Regions from separate parts of the Gossypium hirsutum genome. Here region 2 is linked to region 1. The links are chromatin contacts, called in public Hi-C maps. All regions are on one chromosome and are shown on one strand. Each heading gives the region's core, a stretch centred on a gene start, on an enhancer-like site or on the middle of the called end of the contact. The rest is flanking DNA. Distances are from core to core; before and after follow the strand shown. Region 1 holds the start of LOC107956624 (DNA repair protein RAD51 homolog 2). Region 2 has its middle 5.0 kb from the start of LOC121219407.

Region 1 (3,150 bases), core at 178-2,677:
AGCTCAATTCTTTCGAAGATTCCAAATACCGAACTTTGCGTTATCTCGAAAGTTTTTGAATGAATTGGTTTTGATACTTAAACCATATTAAACACGACTTTTTGAGCGAATAAAGCGCGATGGAATTTCAATGTACAATTCGAAATAATAATTCGTAAGCCAAAATATACACTAATGAACACAAATAATCAATCAACACAAATAATTAATGCAATGCACATAAGAGTAATACCCTCACATCGTATATTATGCTAACATTCAAAGGCTAATGAATTAAAGGTCAATCAAAGCACCAAACAAATTAACACATGAAATTGTACAAGTTTTTAAAATAACTTAATAATTATGAAAAAAGAGAAATTATAATTAATGAATTTAAAATAAATAATATACATATGAAAATTTGAAATAAATTAAAAATATGGTTAAAAAATAAATACAACATAAAATAATAGTATCCAAAAAATTTTAAATAAATATCATATAAAAAGAAAATCAAATACATAATATACATATATTAATTTAAATAAGTAATACATATGGGATGAAAAACTTAATATAAATAATAATATATGTATAAAAAGAGTTGAAATAAACTAAGTATATAATAAAATAAAAGTTTAAAAACAGACATGCAGAACAATTAAAATAAATGATAAAACTAAATAAACAGTATGTAAACATGTTTTAAATAGTTAATATAAATCAATTTTAATGCAAATAGTATAGGTTAATTTTAGAATAAATAATATATAAAATAACTTAAAATAAAATAATATACAAAACAACTTGATGTAAATAATCTAAAAAGCAAGTTAAAGTAATCATATATAAGTTTAATATAATATATATAACAGAAATTTTAAATAAAAGAAATCAACAATAACTAATTTTAAAATAACATATAAAATAAATGGTTTAAACAAAGTAATATGTATATAAGAAAAACTATGAAAAACAATATTTAATATTTAGAATTCAATAAAAATTATAGGAAAATAGATCAATAAAGCTTAAATAATTTCATTGGGTAAGTAGGGATTAAATTGAATTTAAAACATAATCAGGAAAAAAACGAAAGTAAAATAAAGTTGAAGGGCCAAATGAAGCGTGCGCATTTCACAGGGGACTAAATGGGAAATATTCCCTATCCCTCAAAACTCATCACAGCAATATGGGCCAAACTGGGACAACATCAAAAATGCGGGGCAAATTTAGAAAATAAAGGAAAACTGGATTAAAACAATGAAATAAATCAGGAGGATTAATGGCGCAAATATTCCCTCCGAGACCAAAGCGCGCGGATCTGGTCGTGCTCGGGCCGGGTCATCGGGTCAGTGCCAATATGGCACCGTTTTAGAGCCACTGAAACGGGCACTAAACGGTGCCGTTTCAACCCCCTATGAAAGTCACCACAAACCCTAAAAAATTTAACCCCTAAACGATTTTAAAACAAACATAAAAAGATCTCCTTTTCTCTCCGCCGCTGCACAACCCGAACCCCATTCAACTCCATTTCGGACGAAATCAACAGGGCTCCGACGACGCGACTTCGCGAAGGTAAGAACCTCCTTTCTCCTCCTCTTTTATTTTCGTTTGGTGCTAAAGAAGAAAACAAAGAATCCAAAAAATAAAAGGAAGAAAATGAAGAAAATCACCTCTTTGAACTTTTTGATTTTTTATTGCTTTCTGATTTTTTTTTATAATGTTCGTGCCCCCTTTACAATTTCTGATATCTGGCCTTATATTGCCAAAATTACAACAAAATACATATTTTTCCTTTTTTATTTGCTGCTATTTTTTGCTCATTTCTGCTTTTTGTTGTGTCCTTTTTCTGTTTCTTGGCCTTCTGTTGTTTGTTTGTGACATTGTAGGTACAGGGCACTGATGTGGCGGTGTGTGTGAGGAGGCCAGCACGTGCGAGGGGAGAGCCGAAGGTGATGTGTTGTGAGGCTGCTGCGGCGCTGGGAGGGGGGTTGTTGCTAGGGTTTCTTGATGCCGTGTGTTATGGTGTTGGGCCAGGGTATTGGGCTTAGGTTTAGGCTAATTGGGTTTAGTGTTTGGGCTAGATTAATTGGGTTTAGTGGATATTTGGATTTTGTAATCGGGTTTGAGCTTAATTTATTTTGGTTTGTAATCTGGACATTTGGACTTTTAATTTTTTATTTGATTTATTTATTTGTGATTTTGGGCCCGGGCAAATTGGGCCTATTATAAAGGCTATCCAAAATAACCATTTTGGGTTTCAAGGATTTCACTTCACTGGCAATGGGCCCAAACAACGGTCTCTGACCAAAAATAATGGGCCGACTCACAAAAATAAAGCCCAAATAAAAGCAATAACGGTTAGTAGCAGACCATAATTGGCGGGAAATATCAGCAGAAAGGGTAATGGCGAACAAGCTGATCAGCGAAATCCCACTTCCCAAATCCATCGCCAATGTGTTCTCCGCCCGTAATGTTTCTACTGCCAAGGTTTTTTCTTCTTCCTTTTCTTCTTTTATTTTTGTTTTAAGCTCTTCAAATTCAGTGATATTTTGTAGTAAAACTTTTTTTTGAAGGACGCTTTATCTTTAACGGAATTTGAGTTAATGGAGTTGTTAGATGTGGGATTAACGGAAGTAAGATCAGCATTATCGCAGATCAGTGAGATCGTTGCTCCACCATATCAAACTGTAAGTGATTTTTTTCCTCAATTAATTGGGGTTTTTTTTTCTTTTTAATTTCTAACAGATTTAGGGATTTGGATTGATACCCAGGCACTTTCTTTAATGGAACAAAGGTTTCAAAACGAGCACTTGGGAGGCCATTTTCCAACAGGCTTGAAAGGACTGGATGCAGCTTTATGTGGGGGAATTCCTTTTGGGGTTTTAACTGAATTAGTTGGTCCAGCTGGAATTGGCAAAACCCAAGTAAAAAGTTTGAAAATTTTCATTTACTTTAATTAATGGATTTTAGAAGTCTCTTAAAAATTATAACTTTGAAGAATCCTTTGCTTTTTATTTGTAAACTATAATTGAATCAGGGAAATAAGTAGTTAATAATTTTTTTCATATTTTGTTTGGTTAAATTCCAGTTTTGCTTGAAGCTTTCGCTATTGGCTTCATTGCCTACAAATTATGGAGGCTTGGATGGTCGAGTGATATATAT
Region 2 (3,150 bases), core at 327-2,826, 50 kb before region 1:
ACATACCTAACAACAACAACAATAATAAATAACGATGAAGATAATACTAAGGAATCTAAAATTTGAAAATATTTGAAGATTAGCAAGTAACTAGATAATGAAATGATAGTAATAATGATGACATAAATAAAATACACAAATCGATATGTATATATAAAAAAATGAGTAATAAATAAAATAAATAATGGTGTAAGTTTGATTAAAAATTAAAAATGAATAAGCAAATAAATATTAATTGAAATATTTAATGAAACTGTTTTTTTAAAACAAATAATATATAAAAATAATAATTAAATAGGCTGAGGACCGAATTGAAATCGGGCTAAAAAATCAAGGTTTAAATTGCAAATAAATAAAACAGGGTTACCAGGGGACTGAAATGAAACGTGCGCAAAGCGCAAGGGACCTTCAGGAAAATATTTCCCAGTCCTAAAGCGCTGCGTTTTAACAAAGGGACCGCATATGGTCTAAGGACCAGATTGAAACGGAAGCAAAATTCGCAACCCAAATTTAAAAAAAAAAACAAAAAAAGGATCAAATTACACTATGTTGCAAAAGAAGAGGGACCGATTGTGCAAATAGCCTATTCACTGCAAAAACACGCGGATCCTGTGGGCTGCTGGGTTGGGTCGCAGGTTAGAGGTCCAAAATGATGTCGTTTTGGCCTTTGAACCCAACCCCCAAAACGGCGCCGTTTAATGCCTTATTTAAATCAATTTTTTTAAAAAAATTATTTTTGCAGTGTTTAGGAAAAAAACTTCAAAAACCTCTATTTTCTCTCAACCCCGCCCCACATCCGGCCTAGGGTTTTGGCCGTGGTCGCCGCTGTAGCGCTGCCGTGGCCGATGGCAGGTGTTGCGCAAAAAGGATTTTTTAGCCCTCATCGTGTGGCATCCTTGAGAACCCAACTCTCTCAACCCGCGGGAAACAAAAAAAGGGTAACTCTCAAACCGCTTTGGACCCGAATCGGCAATAGAGGAGAAGCCCTCCGACAGCACAGCCACGGTCATCCCTGGTGAGTCCCCTTTCCCCTTTTTTATTTCTTATTTAATATGCAAAAAAAACAAAAGATAAAAAAGAAAAAGAAAAAGAAAGCGAATCTGAGATGAAAAAAATCACCTTTTTTGTTCGTTTTTTGTTTTTATCTCTCAATGTTCGTAAAAAAACACAAAGATAAAGTTTAGGCTTTTATAGCCGGATACAACTTTTTAGTCCATTATTGCTCGCATGCCTCTCTTTTTTTGTTGTTGCGTTCAATTTTTTTGCAGGTGTCAGATGAGCATGGTGGTATGCGTGAGGAGGCTGGCGGTTGGGGGTGGACCTAGGTGCGGCGCATCTAGGGTTTCTGCCTTTCTCTTTTGTTGGAAATTACTTTAGGTTTTGGGCCATTTGGGCTTTAGGGTTTTAATTCTTATTGGGCTGCTAGGACCATTGTAATTTTGGGTTTAAATTTACTGTAAATGGACTGAAATAGTTATTATTTATTTTTGTTTAATTTTCGTCTGGGCCTGGGCAAATTGGGCCTATTACAATAGCTAAAGCTTTTTTCAAGAGTTGTTTACAACCAGAGGCGTGAGCAATATGGAATCGATCTTGCTAGGAATTGAGCATTGCATTTTTAAGGAAGCACATTTGCAGCTTACAATGAAGTACATTGCTGAAGAGATTTGGGTAGCATTGGAAGGAATGAGTCCTACAAAGGTTCCCAGTGATGACGGCTTTCCAACAATTTTCTTTCAGAAGTGTTGGAACATCGTATGTACAGAGGTAACTTCTTTCTGTTTGGAAATCTTAAATGAGGGTAGGGATTTGGAACTCTTAAATGTCACTAATGTTGTGTTGACTGGAGACGGAACGGCCAAGAGAACCAGATTGATGAAAGAAAGGTTTGAAATGGTTATTTGGGAGTTGAGAGGTCTCATTTCTCTGATTTTGGTAACTATACTCTCGGGCTTCTGGACTCGACAAGTCAAAGAAAATATTGAAAAAGGGAAAGTTGGGGACAGGTCATTAATGGCAGACTGGGGTTTTCTAGGCATTTATTTTGTTATTTTAATGTGTTTCCAGATTTTTCTTTTTGGTCTTTTAACGTTTGGGCTCCCGTGTTGGATTTTGGGCTGGTGGTCTTTAGCTCGGTTGGGCTTTTTCTTTTGTTTGGTTTTGTTGTGCTTCAATAATAGCATCCCAGTTTGATTTCAAAAAAACAATTAGTCTCTTTATTTTACATATATTAAAATTTATATTTAATTATTAGTATTGATAAAATCTTCTAGTGTGACATTTTGAAATAAAAAATACTCATCTTTTGTTACCATTTAAAAAATGATGTCGTGATAAATTTGAATTTAACAACCTTTTGACTTGCATTGTCATTTTATAAATCTTGTTGTACCCCTCCCAGAGCATGACACATGGCGAGCTGTTAGACAACTTCCATGAACCTTCCGTGGAGAATGGTCCGCTAGATAGTGCCATGTGACAAACTCATAGGTAATTTGTAGGAACCCCTCATAAGTTGTCTGCAAGGAACACTCCATGATCCCTAAATAAGGAACAGTCCGAGTAAGACCCCTCTTGAACTCCTAAACAATCACCTGTGAGACAGCACATAGTGCACCCCTTCCCCCGCTTGGATCACTTGAGGGCAACAACCTCGTAATATTAAGACCTAGCCAACTATACGACCATGATTGTCCCATCCATACTGTCATCTACATAGCATTACAGGACACAAAAGACCTTTTATATAGTCCAAAGATACAAATCACCAAAAATCACTTCCTTGAACCCAAGAAAAAACCTAAGCCTTTCTCCCTTTCCTTCTCTACTCTCTTAAGTTTCTTTTGACTTTGACTCTCAAATGGCACTTTTCTTCGCCACTTTTTTTTTATTTCATCTCCTCTTTATATTAACCATTTATATGATAATAAAGAATTATTTGATGAAATATGTTAAAAAGTTTAGGTAATTTCATGAGGTATATTTTTTTAAGAATTTTTAACCTGCCATTTACTATTAATAAATAGGTTTGTAAGTTGATAATCAAAAAGTTGGTTTATTGGAAGTGAAATAAAATTAATAAAAAAAGATTAAATGAATTTTTAAAACTTTGAAAAAAGTCAAAATAACTTTCTTTTTTAATGAAGAAAT

What was found. Hi-C and Micro-C count contacts between places; a contact is called where the count stands out from the background.
Region 2: a Hi-C map of leaf shows a contact between it and region 1, with 8 times the contacts expected there. The contact joins the enhancer-like site here to the promoter of LOC107956624 in region 1. A contact is called at or near these places in 17 of 34 Hi-C or Micro-C datasets (anther, callus, hypocotyl and 2 more).

The regions. Positions count from the first base shown.
Region 1 is chrD07:12,589,910-12,593,059 of Gossypium_hirsutum_v2.1, reverse strand. LOC107956624 (DNA repair protein RAD51 homolog 2) reads left to right here and starts at 1,427. Exons shown (of 13, transcript XM_016892220.2): 1 at 1,427-1,560; 2 at 1,875-2,475; 3 at 2,562-2,675; 4 at 2,760-2,912; 5 at 3,077-3,150. The coding sequence starts at 2,392.
Region 2 is chrD07:12,639,922-12,643,071 of Gossypium_hirsutum_v2.1, reverse strand. No RefSeq gene overlaps it. Among protein-coding and RNA genes, the nearest start is that of LOC121219407, 5.0 kb to the left of the region's middle. Within about 2 kb of position 1,576, at least 5 of the 9 cell types and tissues checked have an H3K27ac peak or open chromatin away from gene starts, as enhancers often do. A contact at or near this core is called in leaf, where this site is marked.